Regions from separate parts of the Mus musculus genome. Here all the other regions are linked to region 1. Evidence: chromatin contacts called from public HiChIP or PLAC-seq and promoter capture Hi-C data. All regions are on one chromosome and are shown on one strand. Each heading gives the region's core, a stretch centred on a gene start, on an enhancer-like site or on the middle of the called end of the contact. The rest is flanking DNA. Distances are from core to core; before and after follow the strand shown.

Region 1 (3,760 bases), core at 687-3,186:
AAATGCAGTAAGACAATTTGTGTGTGTGTGTGTGTGTGTGTGTGTGTGTGTGTGTGTGTATACACATACATATGTGCTTTCTTGTGAGTATTCAGGCGCAGGAATGTTAGGGTGCATGACAAAGGACAACTTCAGCATCATTTCTTAGGTACTATGCACCTTTGGTGAGGGGGGCTGGATTAGCTGAGCCTGAGTTTACTATTCTGGCTGACCAGAAAGTCCCAGGAATCCACTTGTGTCCACCTTCCAAGATCTGGAATTACAAACTCACATTATTACATCTGGCTTTTTTTAGTGTGCGGTATGGGGTTCTAATTCTTCTCTTCTTCCTTGCAATGTAATTATTTTACTGACTAAGCTATAGCTCAGATAGTTCAACTTTTAAAGGGTATATATTCATTGAAAGGTGTGGAGATGTCTCTCAGTTGGTGCAATGAATGCTGGAATCCTGTATCCAATCCCCAACACCACACAAACTGGGCATGCTGATGTACATCTGTAATCCTAGCACTCAGGAGTTAGACACAGAATAATCAGAAGTTCAAAATTATTCACACCCTCCTACATTTTTTTCGCTCTTTTTAATAAGAGGCAGGACAAGATTATCTGTTTTCTAATATTTATTTTTACTTATATGTGTATGTATTTGTATGCATGTATGCCATGTGTGCACAAGCACTTTTGGAGGCCAGAAGAGGGCTTGAGACTCCCTGGAGCTGGTGTCACAGGTGGTTGTGAGCCATCACCCAATTGTATGTAGATGCCCAGAACCAAGTTAACATCCCCCAGAAGAGCAGCAAGTGTTTGTAATTGCTGAGCCATCTCTTCAGACCCTGTCCTTTAGGGTTTATCATGCAAGGGTTGAGTTGGATTTTTTTTATTGCATTTGTTTTCATATGGTGTGTGTGTGTGTGTGTGTGTGTGTGTGTAGGTCAGAGGACAATTTGTAGGAGTTTAATCTCTCCTTCCATCACGTGGGTCCTGGTGATTGACACCGTTCCTGGGACTTTACCCACTGAGCCAACTCACAGAAGTTTTCTATCTTACTCATTTCAATCACTATTTCTATGGCTTCCTATACTGCCATTTTGCTTCTAATTAAGATCTCTATATACATACACCTTATCACATTTTATATTTGGTTTTATACATACATTTATAGGATACAAAATTCTCTCTGAAGATAAAAAGTAATAACTTTGTGTAGGGGATAACTTATTGACAGAGCATATATTCCTTATTGGCAAAACTTTTGCCTTCAGGACAAAAATGTAAAATAAACTAAAACAGTAACCTGTTTCCTCTTCCCTCACAATGATTACTTTTTTCATATCACTTACAGTCTTCAAACTATGAGTTACTTATAAGTATTGTTGGCTAACTGGCCGTTTCTACACTAATAGGAAGTCCATTGGGACTGAGAACTTTTATTCCTATAGTGCGCTGTCCCAAAATGATGAGTGATGCGAAATAGGTATTCAAAACAAATTGTCAGAAAAATTCAGTTATCACATGACAAAACAAGAACGCTACTGATGTGCAGTTCTTCAACATGAACTCCCAGCCAGAAGTTGCTAAATGCTTGAGCCACATTCCTTAACTCTCCTAGTCAAAGGCTAAGAGGGAAATTGCCAATGGACGCTGGTTTTACAAAAGTGTTCCCATTACTTAATCTCAAACCGATCCTAGAATCAGCTTTCACATTCTAAAGTTCTTGGCTGCACGTGGGCGTCCAATGCCTTCAGCACTTGCAGAAACTGAATCTCAGCCCTTGAATGGTGGGACTTAGCTTGCAGCACCCAGCTAGCCCCACGCTGCCCATCCCAGAGGCGTAGGAAGAGACCCAACCCTTAGCCTCCAAGCCGCAAGGGGAGCCGCACACGCCCCTCCGTCCCACGCCTTGTCCTTTCGTCCCGCCCCCCGAACCGGAAGCACTTGCCCGGGTTTCCGGCGGCTCCGGGACTCGTGGTGTTCCGGGCGATGTCTTGGTTTCGAGCGGCTCCGGAGAACGCGAGCCCTGGAGACCAGGACGTGTTTGACGAGGAAGCGGACGAGTCTCTGTTAGCGCAGCGGGAATGGCAGGGTCACATGCGGAAACGAGTCCAAGTAAATGGACGGGACGCGGGAGAAAGGGACTCCCAGGCGGGACCCGGGGGCTCCCTGGCAGGGGCACGCACGCAGAAGCCTGGGCGGAGGAGCGCGGGTCTCCGAGCCAGCGCGCTCCAGTGTTGCCGGGTCTTAAGAATCCTGGTTGTTTCTTGGTGCTCTTTCGGAGCCCCACCGGGTTTGGAGCAGGGACATTGACCCTACTCTACAACGTGAACTTTATTCAGTCCCTCAAGAGTGTGCAGTTTGGGGTCGGGGGAGCAGAGGAGGAGAAATGCACACCCACTAGGCTGATGGCCCGCAGAGAACGCAGTCACAGAGAGTCCAAAGTTAGGCGTGATGTTATCAAGGCTTGGAGAAGGGTGAACTGAGAATGTTGTCAAGGGAAGGTAAGGGGGAGGTAGAGAAGGGAATACTGTTCCAGCTTTACTTTAAATGCGTTATTCAATCCGGACCTGTCTTGCCATTCATTGAAACTTGCTTAGTACTATTTGGGTAGAATCGGCGCTTTTTCTGGGTGAGAACTACTTGCTAAGATCTGTCTCCACATGGGGGTGGATTCCAGAGTATAAAGACCTGCGTTCGATCCCTGGAACGTACTTTGTGGAAGGACAGAATGGGTTTCTGGAAGTTATTTTCTGACCTTCACGCTCAAGGAAGTAAATAAATGCCTCCCTCAAGAAAAATAAGTAAATATATGTTACTTAACTGTTTAAAAGATAAGAACTGCATCCACCCAATATACTAGCCATTAAATTACCCTCTTAAAGCTGCAGTTATGTCAACCCTAATTTAATGTTCCAGTAAGTTCATATTTGTTGAGCCCAGCAACCATCATATCATTACAAAAATACCATAGGAATCCAGGGCTAAACTAATAATAATAATAAGACAAATCTCTATGCCACAGTTTAGATTAGATTTCTAAAATCAGACTTCCTCTTCACTGTTCCTAAAATAGTTCCCTCTTCCCAGGCCTTGCCAGCCTCCTTATCTATCCTATTCTAGTCCGTTACCAAGAGACCAGACATGTAGTTTCCCATTTCTGTGAAGACCTTGCTAACACAGTTTTTAAAAAAAACATAACAACTGATATTTAATGTTTGCACAGTAACCCTAGATTTCCAAAGTGACTTCCCCGTGTGGCATCGAGGCATCTGCCTGTCATCGATTAGGAGAGTGAGGAAGGTAGGATAAGGAGCTCCAGGCCAGCCTGGAAAACATTTTAAAAAAATAAGACAGATCTGACAAGGAAAGATGAACCAATAATAAGATTTTAGGAGAAACATTCTGCTTTGGATTTATGTCTCTGCCATATCATAATTCAGTTAATATAGTACAAACCTAAATTTGTCTTCAAAATTGGTTCAGTGCTTTTCCTGAGAAGACTCACTTGGTGTCAGTTACAACTGGGTTTTTTCTTCTTTTTAGGAGGGTTACAGAGATGGGCTAGATGCCGGCAAAGCACTTACTCTTCAACGGGGCTTCAATCAAGGGTACAAAGAGGGTGCAGACGTCATTATAAACTATGGACTCCTTAGAGGAACACTGAGGTAATTTTAAAATTTTAAATGATGAATCATTTAGCCACAATTCTAATGAAGGTCTTTAATAGAGGTAATATGTAAAAATTCAGTGTTTAAAAGTGTTTTTC
Region 2 (3,352 bases), core at 72-2,571, 820 kb before region 1:
AGTACAATAAATCTGTAATGATTTGGATTTAATAGAAAGACCAAGTAAACGACCTTGATGGAAGTTCCCCAGCCAATAATGAGTGTCACATTGTCCTTCCAGCAGAGGCTGCAGGGGTACATGTCTGGGCGAAGACTTATGTCATCTCGGGGCACATTGCTGATTCTTTGCTTTGAGGTGATGTCAAAAACCTTCACACCCTACAAACCAAAGCAACATTAAATTAAGTGTCTTGTATCTCAGAGAGGGATCGAGCAAAGCAAGACGTGTCGCACTCAAACCCATAACGCTGTTCACTGGGCACGCCCAGGAGCCATACAAGGCCATGGACTTTCTTTATACAAACCCTTTGAGAACCAAAGCTGCAAGGCTCCTTTCTGGACAAAGGCTGTTATTAGTGGAGGGCGTAAGTAACACAAATCCAGCACAAACATGTTTTGCACAGAGACACCAAGTTTGCTTTCAACCTGATAGGTGGCGAGCATTTCTAAAGGAATTCTTCGGAAAGAGAATGAGTTTTAGTTTTTCAGAAAGCTTTGGGTCTGAAAACCCATCCATTCAAAGACAACATGTGACCCTTCAGAGTGCTCAATGGAACCTTCAAGTGCCTCTGGCTGATCAGGAGCCTGGAGACTGGCTGTTGTGAGGACAATCCCAGCAGCAGGGTTGAACTGAGACAATGTCAACTCTTTCTGACCAAATGCAACTGATTTTCTCAGCTACGTGTTGAAATTTCAGAAAACATGACAGATATGAAAAAGACTACTCTTTAAACTTCCTCCAAGCCCCACTTTACATAAAATAAACTTTAAGTGCAATACTGAGAGTACAATACACTTTTCAAATGACAGGCCCATGATTATACCTGGAGTAAAGAGGAAGTCACAACTTGCTTCTCTCAGTGCTCATGAGCGCCGGGTGAATGGCATTTCCAGAGCACATGCCTGAAGCAGCCCTGCAATGATTAAGGTGGCTTTTCATTTTCTTCGTTGCTCTGTGCCTCACTTTCTTCCTCTAAAGAGATTTTAGTCCACAATGTGTTGGGAATTGCTGTAGTATGAAAACCCAGGCGATCTGACTTCCTTAAGCTGAGGTGTGGTATCAATCACCCATACCTATCAGAATTCTAACTCCACCGAGTCTCTGTCCTGCCCTTTCCATCTGGCAATCTGCTGCCACTGTGCAAGTGCTAGAGAGACAGACAAGTGCCTTTACCATATTGTTGGCCCAAGCAATCAGATGGCCTCTCCACTTCACACTCCTTATGTTTCCTTCCCCTTCGTGTAGCACAGAAGACTTCCATCTGTTCATCCAGGTCCGTTCAAACAGCAGCAGCTGAGGACACAGCAAAACACAGGCTTTCAGGTCTCCAGAGTCACACAGAAGATCCTTCACTCATCCTCTCTGCCTGTCAGTGTTACCAAGTGACAAACAAGCCGCTCTCAGTATTTTTTTATGCTTATTTTAAATAGATACCCTCGTTTTGGAAACAATCCCCTACATATCTTGAACTGCCTGAATTCCTATTTAAATTAGACGAGCACTGAGGATATGACAAGTCTCAGCCACAAGATGGCACCAAAACACCACGACTCGGGGCAAACAATGCCTTAGTGAATCCAGCTTCAGGACGGCTTTTCAACTGGGAACTAATTAACTGTGTAAACCGGGAAATCAGAACCTTTTAAGTTTCTCACTGACAAAGAGAGTCATCACAGGTTCAACTGCTTTAGTTGGAAGCGAGCATCTTTTTTTTTTTTTATTTAATCCAAAGCAAATAATGTGACATTATCTTTTTAACAGTAAATCAAATCACAAAGTATGAACCATTTGCTTTAAGATTTGGGATCTTTACATTTTCCACAGTAGCTAGACACTATATAAAGATTAGAATCTATTGTGAAGTCCCACTGACTATTTTAAAATAAAATATAACTGGTCAAAACTCCTTAATTCTGAAGAAGACACAGGTCTGATAATTCATCCACTGAGAACATATTCTTCTTGATATACTCAACTTCAACTCTTTAAGCAGTGCCACCTATAGCATGTATCGCTGAAAGCACAACAACCAGACGTATGTGTGTTACTGCTGTCTGCTACACTGAGGACAGAGGCTGAGAGAGGTCTGGGGTGAGGCGGAGATGAGCTTCACTATTGTCGGCCTAGAATGCTGGTGTAGATAGAGTTCTTGGTCTACTATCCCTCTGCCATCATACTCTAGGATTGTTGGCAGGTGCCACCATTCCTGGCAAGAGAATTTTTAAAATTCCTTTCAGTTTACCTCAGTGTTTTGTGTATCTACTACCAGGCCCTAAGTATAAGGGAGGAAACATCAGGGGCAACCTAGAAATTGATGCTATACAATTAAAGTTATATATGACAACCACAGATAAACTAAAAACATGGCAACTACTGAGCACAATATGGAGATGGACAAAATCAGGACTATCAGTCAGTGTGTCTGTCTATCTACCTACCTATAAATATCTGTCTCTATATGTGTATTATCAATATAAAGATACTTAAGATATTAAAAATACTACAAAATAGTATTTTCTATGATACCACTTAAATATGAATAAATAGCCACATAATAAATATTTACACAGAAAGTAGTATAGAAATATGAAGCATATATTACAAAGTAATCATAATTCTAGAAAAGGGTATGAAGAAATCTTACATAGAAATTTTTCTAATTATTCATGTGATTTTTTTTATAATGTTAACTCATTAATAAGGATGAAGTCCACGTTTTACAACCAAGTTTAATTTAGGGAGCTGGATGAAGCGATAAAAAAACATACTGAAATCTTAAAAGAGGACAAAAATGTGCTTCCAAATTAATTTACAGAAGCCACCACTATTTTTTTAATTAAAAGATCTTTGAGAATTTTATGAGAACTGTATTTACATGGCTTCTACTTCTCCTTCCTCTTCCTCCTGAATTCATGACCTCTCCTTTAATTATTGCTACACACACACACACACACACACACACACACACAAGCCATCGTACAAGTACAACCTGCAGAGTCTATTTAGTGTTGCGACTATGTACATGTGATAAAGGCAGACTGTCTGGGCCTGGAGAACCTATCATGAGTCCTGACGAAGACTGAATGAAGGAGATGTCACAAGACACTATCTCTAGATGAAGAGGTATAAGCAATTAGTCACAATCCTTATTTTAAAATATACCATCAGCTTCTTCAGAAAACCATTACGACTTGCTGTAAACAGAAACAACATTCAGATTCACTCCACAGAGCTCCCTGTGCTACAATCAGTTTGTTTGGGGTTACCAGAGGAAACTGAGGCCAGCAGGGTCCTAGCTTCCCTTTGTCCT
Region 3 (3,833 bases), core at 980-3,479, 780 kb before region 1:
ATCATCAAGAGTAAGGGCCTGGAGAGATGCCACAGTGGATAAAGTGATTGTATGATGATCAAAGTTTAGATCCCAGAACCCACATAAAGGCTGTGAAGGCACACAGGAGCCCTCCTGCAATTCCCTGTGCTTAAGAAAGCAGACAAGATTCTCCAGCAACCTAGCTAAACCAAACTAAGCTTATCAATGAGCTATAGGTTCAACTGAGAGACCCTGCCTGAATGAATAATGTGGAAAGAGATCAAAGAGGAATTATGTCAACGGGAAGTCTCCAAGTGTATGAGCACCTACACACATGCAAAGATCTGCATGAACATGCATGTACATCACACCTACATACAAACTAGTATTACTAAGTTTTGTCTATGTTTTGCAAATTTTCTAAAAGTATTTATAGTATGTGCTTACACAAAGATAAACATCTTTAAAACCTGGCTAAGTATGCTGGGCATGGTGGCCCACGCCTTTAATCCCAGCACTCGGGAGGCAGAGGCAGGCGGATTTCTGAGTTCGAGGCCAGCCTGGTCTACAAAGTGAGTTCAGGACAGCCAGGGCTACACAGAGAAACCCTGCCTCAAAAAAACAAAACAAAACAAAAACAAAAAACAAACAAACAAACAAACAAACAACCTGGCTAAGTAGAAAACTGATCAAAACACCAGAAAGTAAATCATCGTTAGTTTTCATCAGCATCACCAGGGAAGAAACTACTACACAGCTAATGTTGGTGATCACCAATACCATCCCCAGTCACACAACAATCCTGTAGCATGTAAGAAACAACAAACAAAACAAGAGCTGCAAACATCAGTAAGTGGCTGCACCCAGCGTTAGCATCCATCATCATCCCTCTCACAAGGGAACAAAGGTCTGGCATTCTTGTGCCAGTTCCACAACTGCAAACAGTAGAACCGAAGGCTGGCAATGCCCACAAACTCAGGCAAAGCCCCAGAAGTAAAACCAAAGGCTGGCGATGCCCACAAACTCAGGCAAAGCCCCAGAAGTAAAACCAAAGGCTGGCGATGCCCACAGACTCAGGCAAAGCCCCAGAAGTAAAACCAAAGGCTGGCGATGCCCACAGACTCAGGCAAAGCCCCAGAAGTAAAACCAAAGGCTGGCGATGCCCACAAACTCAGGCAAAGCCCCAGAAGTAAAACCAAAGGCTGGCGATGCCCACAGACTCAGGCAAAGCCCCAGAAGTAAAACCAAAGGCTGGCGATGCCCACAGACTCAGGCAAAGCCCCAGAAGTAAAACCAAAGGCTGGCGATGCCCACAGACTCAGGCAAAGCCCCAGAAGTAAAACCAAAGGCTGGCGATGCCCACAGACTCAGGCAAAGCCCCAGAAGTAAAACCAAAGGCTGGCGATGCCCACAGACTAAGGCAGAGCCCCAGAAGTAAAACCAAAGGCTGGCGATGCCCACAGACTCAGGCAGAGCCCAGAAGCAGAAGACTCTATTCCTTCCAAACGGGACAATTTCATCCCTTTTAGTTAAGAGCACAGAAAAGGGAAATGCCATATCTAAAGACATATTTTGGGTACATATTTCCAAAGACAGGATGCTGGAACAGACACAGAAAAAGAAGAGGGACCAAAGGAAAACAAGCCAGAGGAAAATGGACTCAGCTGTGCGAAATTTCCATTAGCTACAATTTTATTCCTAATGGAGACACATTTGGAATTCTGGACAATATAAGTGAGTTTGTTCAAAAATCAATAATGTCAAGCTGACACTACAGAACATACAAAAATGTTTCCTTAATGGAATAAAAAGAGAAGTCCAAGTAAACAGGAGGGGGCAAGGACCAGAACAAACCAAATCTAAGTCCACTACATGTGGTGCCAAGTTCTTAAAGAAAAGGCAAAATTACTAACAAGTACACCTCATGGGACAATCAATTACCTAACATAAAATACTTGAAATGAATACACTTGGTATGGATTATGCCCATTCTTCAATTAGGAATAAATCCTTGGTCATTTCAAAAGCTGCTTTTAATGGTGTTCTTAGTGGCAACCGTGTCCCCAGACACTCCTCGTCATCCCACCTTAAGCTATTCGTCCCCTAACAGTGAACCTAAGAAATCAATCTGCTAATGTATAATTTGTAAGGCTCCTTTGACTAACAAATGGATAATTGATCCCTTCACAAACACTGCATCCCCACAGCCACTGAGTGGAATGAATAGGAAAAGAAGACAGGCCTTCATTCTCCTGCTCTCAGAGGCACCCAGCATCCTCATGGTTACCAGGGACGTTCACTTCCCTTTAGTCACAGTCAGTGAGGAGTTCACACTTGAACTCCATATGTGAAAAGCAAATGTCCCTACTTTCCTAGTTGGGAAAAGCTCACCTTACTGGTTGTTTTTACTGCTGATACATCCTGTAGATAAGATCTCTATGCAGACTTCACTAGCCCAGGAGAGCATGCCTGACTATATGTGCTCTCAAAATACACCCAACAAAAACTACATTTATTTTCTCACCAATTTACTTTAAAGCCATAAAAGCCCAACTTTAATGATAAAGTTGCAAACCTCGGGTACCAACAGACTTCATCTCAAGCAGCAATGCCTTCTTTGTTCCAAGATGGGTAAGACATTTAACAGGGGAAAATCTTGAAGTGACAGATATTATGTGACTATTTCCAGAAAAGATCCAAATACAGGCTAAAAAGAAGAGAAAATGTAAAACAGCAGTCAGCTGTTTCTTGAGGAAATCCATACATTTACTGTCACCCAGCCTCTTGTCCCAGAGTCACTCATGTGCATCTGGGCAGCTGGCTGCTGTCCCTGCCTCCAATGCCAGCTCCCCCCCCCCCCCCCAATCCCCAAGCAAGTCAGAGGATAAAATCGTCAGGACCTGTGGCTAGCTGGTTGACTCTGTCACAAATACTCTTCCTGACCACTGTAGCTGGCTGCTTGCTTTGTAACAAATGCCCCTGCTGACTAATGATAGTCACGTTTTATACTTAGAGACACAGCTGAACAAAAGAAGAAAAAGCAGAAGGAGCCTTTGTTATGTGTGGCCCACTGACAGAGCAGACACGTTTACCAGCTCGCCAGGTCCACCTCCACCAAAAGGTTATGAAAACATGAACCCACTAAATACTGTTTGGGAGAAATTACTTAATGACATTTAGATCTCGTGCTTCTTCATTATGAAAAACGGGGAAAGCTGCAGATCCCAAAGTAGCATTCGTGACAAGTAAGAGCGAAGTTGAAAATACCCTATGGTTCTACTCTGCTTTTATAATATTGACTGATCTTGAATGATGAATGTTACAGATGTTACATTTAAGAGGATTTTTAAAGGTTTTCAACAACTTAAGGCACCATTCTTCCAAGGAATACAATGAGTGATGCTCCCTTCCATTCCTTAGGTTCACTGCCACACACAAGAGGTCCGCGTGAATGTGGCCAGCAAGGCTGCTCATGGAAACATCTCCAGCACTGTGCACATTAAAGTCCGATGCCCTTCAGTGCACACGAGCCCCCAGCACCGGACTCTCTCCTGCACTGGCTTCTACTTACCTATCCCCTCATTTCCTTACTGCCATCTCAGTGAGCTTCCCAGGCTCCGTCTGGGCTATATAGTATCTCACCTGCCTCTCAATTATCAGAACTCACCCTGTTCCAGCTCTGGCTTCATCAGAGTCCAGTGCTTACAAACCGCTCTACAGCTCTCAGTCAGCATGCCACTTGAGAATCAGACCCTTCTAGATGCTCACTCCCTAAATGACCTCTGTCTATTTAGACAGCCCAGTCCAACGTTCCCTCACATAGACCAAGACACTAAATCCTAACATCTCTATCACTTCATAGCAGTTTTAGC
Region 4 (3,487 bases), core at 958-3,457, 960 kb before region 1:
AGTGGGAAATCCAACAAGCACAGTTGCCACATGGGTTCGGCTGGGCCGCTGCATTCCCTCCTGCCCACCACATCCCAGTGCCTGGCCAGGTTCAAACAGGGGACAGAACCCCTCCTCTTAGACCCTTGGTGTCTCAAGTCCTTTTTGCAGTACAACAAGCACAGTACATAAGCAATGGTCTCAGGGAAGAAAAGAAGAGACTTGAAGCCCTGTGAAAGGAACCATGAACTCTCAGTTATAGAAGAGTGGACACTATCCACAACTGCCAACATAATATATACATTTGGTTCAACGGTTCATACAGGCCAGGACACTGTCAGAGACATTACAGTTCCCTTCATTTGTTTGGACCATATTAACAGCTGGTGACCTAGATTAATATGTGAAAAAGCAGACCATATCACAAAATTACTTCACAGATGGAAAGCCGAGTCGGCGAAAAGCCACAGACGAAAGATTTAAGTGATTATGTTAGGGATGGGGGAGGGGGGACTACAAGTGGGTGAAATAAAATGTGGGGAAATGACGACAAAGTCTTGTCCAAATCTCGTGTTTGGCAAACATCTGCTATCTGGCTATTATCTGGAAAGCATCGGGGTGACGGAAGGGGACAAGTAGCTTGGCTAATTCCGCTTCCGAGGGAGTGGCAGGAGGCTCCTGGAGTTCAGGATGAGCTTGAGTAGATATTAAAAGCAATACAATCCTCTTACAGAGCTGGGAAGGTGCATGTGTGCAGGGAGGGAGGATTGCATACAGCCACTGAACCTGAACCTGGCAGAGTTCCTGCTCCTGGGCTCAGCCTTTGGGGCAGCTCAGAGTGGGGGTAGGTCGAACTTCTAAGGAGGGTAAGTGCTGTCAGAGTGAGGAATAAGGACAATCTGATTTCCAGAAGGAGAAGAAAACACCAGACATCCTCATCCCAGGGACAGAAATTAATGCCATACGAAGCAAATACAGCTCAATTTACCACTAGCCCAGGTTCACTTTCAAATACAAGGTTCAAGCTCCAGTACAAACGTCCTTTGCTTGGGACGAACGAAGACTTCATAGGAGGGTCAGATATAGTAATCAGGGACACTAGGAAGCCCAGTGCCTGTAAAATGCAGAGAGAGAGAGAGAGAGAGAGAGAGAGAGAGAGAGAGAGAGAGAGAGAGAGAGAGAGAGAGAGAGAGAGACTGAGACTCGACTATCCAGAGCTGGGCTAGCTATGGATAACATTCCTCCGGAAGAGACATAAATTACAATACCTAATTTACAAACACTGCGACCTCAGCGCCTCTGATAGGAGTAGGTTTTGCTGCTTCTCAAGCAGAGAAATAAGCATTTTGTGCAGAGATGTGCAGAGAACTCTGAGGTCGAGGTTGTTTGTTTTTGACCTTCCAGAGGGCATTGGCTTCAAAAACCAACACGGATACTTAGGGAGAAATGAGCATTCTCTGGAGCTCCAGTTCACCACTGTGCTAAGGTGTTGGTTGTTTATTATACATCCCATTGGTCCATGCACATCTGGGGTGTCTTCTTTGCTTAAGTCGTTCGTTTCGACCGACTTCACTCAAATAGCCACAACACCCCCACCCAAGAAGAGATGCGACAATCTCCCTCCCGGATCTGCGGTCGTGGACGCCTGAGCTGCTTGCGGGAGAGCTTGAGCTCAGGAGGTGCGGGCGCGGAGAGATGGAGGCGCCCAGGGACGTGGACCGCTCCGGGTGCAGCCAGAGAGCAACTGCACCTGCCACCCCTGGTCCCGGGAGGCGTGCCCAGGAGAGTGGCCACCCTGGGCGGGCTCTGGGAGTCTATAGCACTCAGTGCCTGGAGGGTCAGGGGTCTGCGGGTTCCCGGCGAACCCACTGCGGGGCCGAGCCCACGCTGCCTGAATGGATCCTGCCTGGCTGCAATCGTTGAGAGCAGAGACAGGGGAGTCCTCCACCCGGCGCTTGCTCGGGCTCCGCAGCGCGCCGCACCTGAACCCGCGGCCCTGCAGCGCAAGGCCAGCACTGCCATCGGCTCCCGCACCTCCTCGAGTCACCTGCCCCGCATCCCGCTGCCCTCTGCTGACCTTTTCCTGCGCGCGGTTGAGGCGCTTTTGCACGTTTTTGGCGAAGATGCCCGTCTTGATGTCGGCCATGGCTGCTGCGGTCCGCAGAGCTGGAAGAGCAGAGCGCGCAGCGAGCCGGCGGCGGCACCGAGGAGCCCAGGAAGAGAAGGAGGAGGAGCGGGGGGAGGAGCAGCTGAAGCGTGAGGAGCAGAGGAGGCAACGGATGAGGGAGGGGCGCGGCGACAGGACCGGTTTAAAGAGATAGAGCGGATGTGCGGCCACTAGGGGTGACAACGCCACTAGTGAGATGCATGGAAAGAGAAGTCAAAGGCCAAGTGTCCACCGTGATGGAGGAGGTGGTCAAGAAGTGATAAAGATGGAAGACGTTCCTCAATCCCAGGGCCTTGAGGCAGCTAGGGGTGAGAGAGGGCAGGGCTAACAGGACGTTTTCAGGGAGGAAGGTCGGAAGACTCTGATTCTGTCTCCCCAGTTAAAGAACAGGAGGAGGTGGGGAGGAGTCTGTAAGGCTCTAAATCACCAAATGACTGCCCCGTCAAAACACCTTGAGTGGAGAAGGAACGAGTCCATCCACCCTCCAGAGGCTCAAACCTGTGGGGGATGGGGAAGTTAGGAGAGGATGAGGCTGGAAAGTCCCTGCAGGGCAACTTGCCAGAGAGAAAGAGTAAAGAGATCACTGTGAGGCTTGCCAGTGGGAAAGGCCATGTTCAGAAGGGTCAGCTTCTACACACAAGTGCTGCACTTTGCCAGCTCTCAGACACTGTGGCACAACAGTTTTCCCAAGAAATGAGACCAGCAGTCCCTTTGTCGTTCTTTGAGACAAAACTCTATGTGATCTTGCTGACTAAGCCAACTGTCGCAAGCAAGAAAGGTAGAGACAAGACCTGAAGTGAGTATAACAAGTCACAGTTTTATTGTGTTGAGAGTCAACATACAAAGCTCACACTCTAAACTGCTAACTATGGTCTTAAGCCTATCTCTCCATGGTTGCTCATCTGTGCCACCAACCTTAGCTAAAGGACAGGTCCACTCTCTAACAGTAGTCTCTGGTTCAACCGGGGGCCGACTCTCCAGCCACATGACAGATCAAGGTCTGTCTTGATGTGCAAAGCAGAGCCTTGCTCTTGGTTTCTGCTTATATTCCATCCACTGGGCACCATCTAGGCCTGTGCCAGGTTCTCTTGAGTGAGTGATGTCACTGGGTTCTGGTTATCAGGTACAGCCTTGGGTATAGTGGAGTTCTTGACTAAGCTATTTTTCCATGCCTAGAAGATTTTTTTTTCCCTATGCTCATTACAATGGCTGTCCTGAAACTTGCTATGTAAACCAGGCTGGTCTCAAACTCATACAGATCTGCCTTCCTCTGCAGATCTGTGGGATTAAAGGTGGCCCCTTTTGACAGTCTTAACAGAAAGATGTGGTCCTCTGTGCACC
Region 5 (3,385 bases), core at 67-2,566, 850 kb before region 1:
TTCCAAGTGGCTTTTGGCTTTAGTCTTTATCACCACAAAAAACAAGCTAGGACACGGTTTAAAATTTAGGCTCTAAACCGAAGTTCATTTAAATTTCCATGTAGAGACAAAGATTAAAACAGTGCAATAAACGAAAGTATAGGCTGTTTTTCTTTCTTATGAATTACATAGATTGTTTTGTTTTTAAAGTTCAAATACCTCTGATAAAGCACTACACTGATGTTGGGGCACAGCCCAGTGGAATAAGCTGTGCTTATTATATACAAGGCTTGATCCCTATCTCTCTCCTATCAACCACAAGAAAAGTGCCTGACATTAAGCTACAATGGCTTTCACAACAACTATGCAAAGAAAGGTGCGTCAGAGGGTTTTAAGCATGGCCAGCATATGGTCAAGTATGTGACTCACTTGGGCAAGTGGCCATGACTAAACCTTTGAATAGTTAACAGTTAATACATAGTAATAAGAAAAGTATTACCTCTGAATCAAAATCCATTAATAACACAATTTTATCCTTGATGGAGCTGAAAAGATTATGCTTGTGTATCAGTTGGAAAACATCTTTATGTCTTAACGTTAAGTATATTTCCAGAGCATTGCCATAATTTTTGTCATAGGTGTACCTGATAATAAAAAATTAATACTTATTAATTGTTATAACTAAAATGCACAGATATTATGTTTCATAATAGTAAAAGCTGAAATAGTTGTTCAAAGAGAAGAGTTTACTACGGCAAGTGTTCACTGAGATTTAAAATGCATGGTCCCCTGGTACTCCTTTCAGAAGCCTGACTTTCCTCTCATCAAATTTGCAAAACTGTGTAATATTCAAGTAATAAGTGTTTCTTCTTGCAACCTCAGCCTCCACGATGTATAGACATCTATATTTCAGACATGAACCTGTGGTCCAGAATGAAGGAAAAGCTCTTCTTAATCAATAGAGGAATTGGTCTTAATTCCTGTACATAATGTTCAGCTGACAAATACATTATATTTCAGGAGCTCATTTGTAGGGGTGTTGTATAAAACTAAAACATATTTTTCCATTGAAACAATGTTTTCACACACAGTCCCTCATGTAAGCCAGGAGAGCCAGCTGACCAGAAATTACCCCGCTGTTCGTACTAACAGTATTAAAGAGTCCAGTTGCCCCAGAAGATGCTTCTGAGAGAAACCAGAGTGCTCTGCATAAGGATGCCACAACCATGACTCCCCTGTGCCAAGGCTCATGCAGCCTTTTCTCCAACTCTGACAGAATTGGTCAGAGAGGGCAGTGTGAGGTCTGTGGCTCCTGAGGAAGGCATGTAGCAGGCCCTCCTTCTCGGACTGGCCTGTGGTACACCATCTGGCGCCCTACCCTGAGGTTCCTTGAGGGTCTAGCTCATCTTTGTGTTCAGACATATGGCACAAAAGCCAGATGGGAGTACTCCCAAAAGAAAAACATACTCACCAAACATCACTTGCTGAGCCCTAACTTTCAAGTCTGAAAGTATCCCTATAACGAATGTGCCCTGTAATTTTACAGATAAAGATGCGGGTTCAGAAAAAGCAATAGACTTGCAGACTTAAAAATAACAGAATCCAGAACCTGTCTCACTGGGAAAGCCTGAGGGAGCCTGGTACTCTCCTCGCCAGGACCCGTCCACACCACACCATTCCTCTGGCAGACAGATCTCACTATAATGCAGCTTCACACACTCATCGTCCAGTTATTCACTGAGACTTAGAAAAAAGATCCCAACTAAGTAGACGGCGGAAAATGAAAGGGCCTTGTCCCCATTCTGAGATTTCAAGAACTAAAACATACTCACAATTCTGCCAGTGTTTTCAATAACGTTTTGTTCTGACTGTCCTTCTTCAGGTGGTCTCGAACTGCCTGAACTATCACGGAATTGTTATATAGATCTCCAGGCCACTCTCTGATCAATGTGGCAAAGCCCTAACCAGAAAGAACAGCAGAAAAAGAACACTCTTCATAGGGTGGTACTGTGATGTTCACAGCTGGGTTTCAATCTGCCCTCTTTTGTTATTTAACCACTCCCCAGTGCAGGCCATTAAAGGATAGTGCATTATAAGAGCACCTTCAGAGGGTCCAGCCCCCTTGCCCAGGAAGGAAGAATGCTAAGTAAGCACACAAGGCCTCTCTGGGTTTTCCCTCCTCTCTATTAGCCATCATGCCTATGCAATGAACTTTCCATAAATGTCTAACATGCCAAGGTTTAGTGATTTCCTGACTGGCAAAATGGAAGGCAAGAAAACGGAGAAGCCGGGACTCCAGAGAAGTGGTCCAGCACTCCTGAGGATAAGTGGACGGATAAGTGGATGGACTGGGACTCACATTCCCCTGCCTCAGCTTCCTGAGCAGCTGGGGTTACGAGTGTGCACTACTGAGCTTAGGGTTCTTCCATTTGCTTGTAGTTTTTACAACCTGATCTTTAGTGTTTGTACAGGACAACATTTTTCATGGGGAGTTCTTATGAAACACTGCTACTTGATTCATTATATGAATCACTCATTTAAAATTAAACCTTAAAATGAGAAAAATAAAAAATAATACTTAAATTATTTCTATAGTTTAATGACAATAAAAATGATTTCTTCCTCAGTGGTCCTAATGAGGCAGACATGACACAATGTGCAGGAGAAGTCTCCAGACTCACAGTCAAGGCTGACTTTCTCCAGCCACTCAGAACAAGAATTAGTAGGATAATTTGGGTGATGTAATTTAAATCACTTTCATATAAAATCCATCTGACACCAATGTGAAAGCATAAAAAAGTCAATTTCTAGATTTTGTAACACATGCTGAGAACAAGCCTTGTTTGTGGGAGAATTCCTTACCTCATAGTCACTTTCCAGAAATTCGTGCAAAATCATTTCATAGATGAGTGGTTTCAGAACTGGGTCCCCTCGAGGTAAATAGGGACTAATTGCCTGGGGAGGAAGGAAAAGTCCTTTCAGGTAAGACACTAGTGTCCCAAACATGCAGACAGCAGAACAGCAGAGTTTTAACCTTCAAAATTTTAGGTATCAGGATACTTTGGAACACTAAGAAAAGATTCAGATAAACTCTGCTACCTATCAGGAAGCTACAAAATATTTCTGAAAGTGTGTAGTGAGTGAGTGTGTGTGTAGGAATCAATAGTACAAAAGTGCATTAATCTTTACTCTTTTCTTTTTAATTAATTCATGAAAATCCAATAATTAGAATAACTACTTCTTTTAACTTTCCTTATACTTGGTATAACACATCAATTAATACTTTAAAAGTCAACCATCTTATGAAGCAAGCATGCCACCAGCGTGTGACATTGCCACCAGTGTGTGACAATGCCACATTGAAGCTCATTGCTTTATAATTTAACTTTTAAAAACATGATATAAA

Evidence for each region. Promoter capture Hi-C pulls out the DNA fragments that hold promoters and counts their contacts. HiChIP or PLAC-seq counts read pairs in DNA pulled down with a chosen protein or histone mark.
Region 2: a contact with region 1 is called in a promoter capture Hi-C map of embryonic stem cells, with 5 times the contacts expected there. The contact joins the enhancer-like site here to the promoter of Yae1d1 in region 1. A contact is called at or near these places in 10 of 39 promoter capture datasets (the C10 cell line, HPC-7-derived erythroid cells, cranial neural crest and 7 more), 1 of 15 datasets of contacts at CTCF or cohesin (embryonic stem cells), 6 of 484 Hi-C or Micro-C datasets (cerebral cortex, cortical neurons, embryonic stem cells and 3 more), 9 of 115 datasets of contacts at active chromatin or transcription factors (astrocytes, embryonic forebrain, embryonic limb bud and 4 more) and 3 of 9 other capture datasets (adipose tissue, embryonic stem cells and liver).
Region 3: an H3K27ac HiChIP or PLAC-seq map of stem cell-derived neural progenitor cells shows a contact between it and region 1, with 5 times the contacts expected there. The contact joins the enhancer-like site here to the promoter of Yae1d1 in region 1. A contact is called at or near these places in 7 of 39 promoter capture datasets (the 3T3-L1 cell line, the HPC-7 cell line, embryonic stem cells and 4 more), 2 of 115 datasets of contacts at active chromatin or transcription factors (forebrain and stem cell-derived neural progenitor cells) and 1 of 9 other capture datasets (adipose tissue).
Region 4: an H3K27ac HiChIP or PLAC-seq map of embryonic stem cells shows a contact between it and region 1, with 4 times the contacts expected there. The contact joins the promoter of Amph here to the promoter of Yae1d1 in region 1. A contact is called at or near these places in 3 of 39 promoter capture datasets (embryonic stem cells, hippocampal neurons and liver) and 2 of 115 datasets of contacts at active chromatin or transcription factors (astrocytes and embryonic stem cells).
Region 5: a contact with region 1 is called in an H3K27ac HiChIP or PLAC-seq map of embryonic stem cells, with 7 times the contacts expected there. The contact joins the enhancer-like site here to the promoter of Yae1d1 in region 1. A contact is called at or near these places in 7 of 39 promoter capture datasets (the 3T3-L1 cell line, 3T3-L1-derived adipocytes, embryonic stem cells and 3 more), 3 of 115 datasets of contacts at active chromatin or transcription factors (embryonic midbrain, embryonic stem cells and forebrain) and 1 of 9 other capture datasets (liver).

What each region holds. Positions count from the first base shown.
Region 1 is chr13:17,991,527-17,995,286 of GRCm38.p6, reverse strand. It overlaps Yae1d1 (Yae1 domain containing 1), which reads left to right and starts at 1,936. Exons shown (of 3, transcript NM_025904.3): 1 at 1,936-2,106; 2 at 3,538-3,659. The coding sequence starts at 1,981.
Region 2 is chr13:18,808,415-18,811,766 of GRCm38.p6, reverse strand. It overlaps Vps41 (VPS41 HOPS complex subunit), which reads right to left. Exons shown (of 29, transcript NM_172120.4): 8 at 1,216-1,335; 9 at 54-200. Among named protein-coding and RNA genes, the nearest start is that of Vps41, 93 kb to the right of the region's middle. Within about 2 kb of position 1,321, at least 27 of the 459 cell types and tissues checked have an H3K27ac peak or open chromatin away from gene starts, as enhancers often do. A contact at or near this core is called in cortical neurons, embryonic forebrain, embryonic stem cells and 3 more, where this site is marked.
Region 3 is chr13:18,767,092-18,770,924 of GRCm38.p6, reverse strand. All of the region lies in intron 4 of Vps41 (VPS41 HOPS complex subunit), which reads right to left. Among named protein-coding and RNA genes, the nearest start is that of Vps41, 52 kb to the right of the region's middle. Within about 2 kb of position 2,229, at least 16 of the 459 cell types and tissues checked have an H3K27ac peak or open chromatin away from gene starts, as enhancers often do. A contact at or near this core is called in stem cell-derived neural progenitor cells, where this site is marked.
Region 4 is chr13:18,947,071-18,950,557 of GRCm38.p6, reverse strand. It overlaps Amph (amphiphysin), which reads right to left and starts at 2,207. Exons shown (of 21, transcript NM_175007.2): 1 at 2,057-2,207. The coding sequence starts at 2,125.
Region 5 is chr13:18,840,707-18,844,091 of GRCm38.p6, reverse strand. Vps41 (VPS41 HOPS complex subunit) reads right to left here. Exons shown (of 29, transcript NM_172120.4): 17 at 2,842-2,934; 18 at 1,812-1,939; 19 at 479-623. Among named protein-coding and RNA genes, the nearest start is that of Amph, 110 kb to the left of the region's middle. Within about 2 kb of position 1,316, at least 9 of the 459 cell types and tissues checked have an H3K27ac peak or open chromatin away from gene starts, as enhancers often do. A contact at or near this core is called in embryonic stem cells, where this site is marked.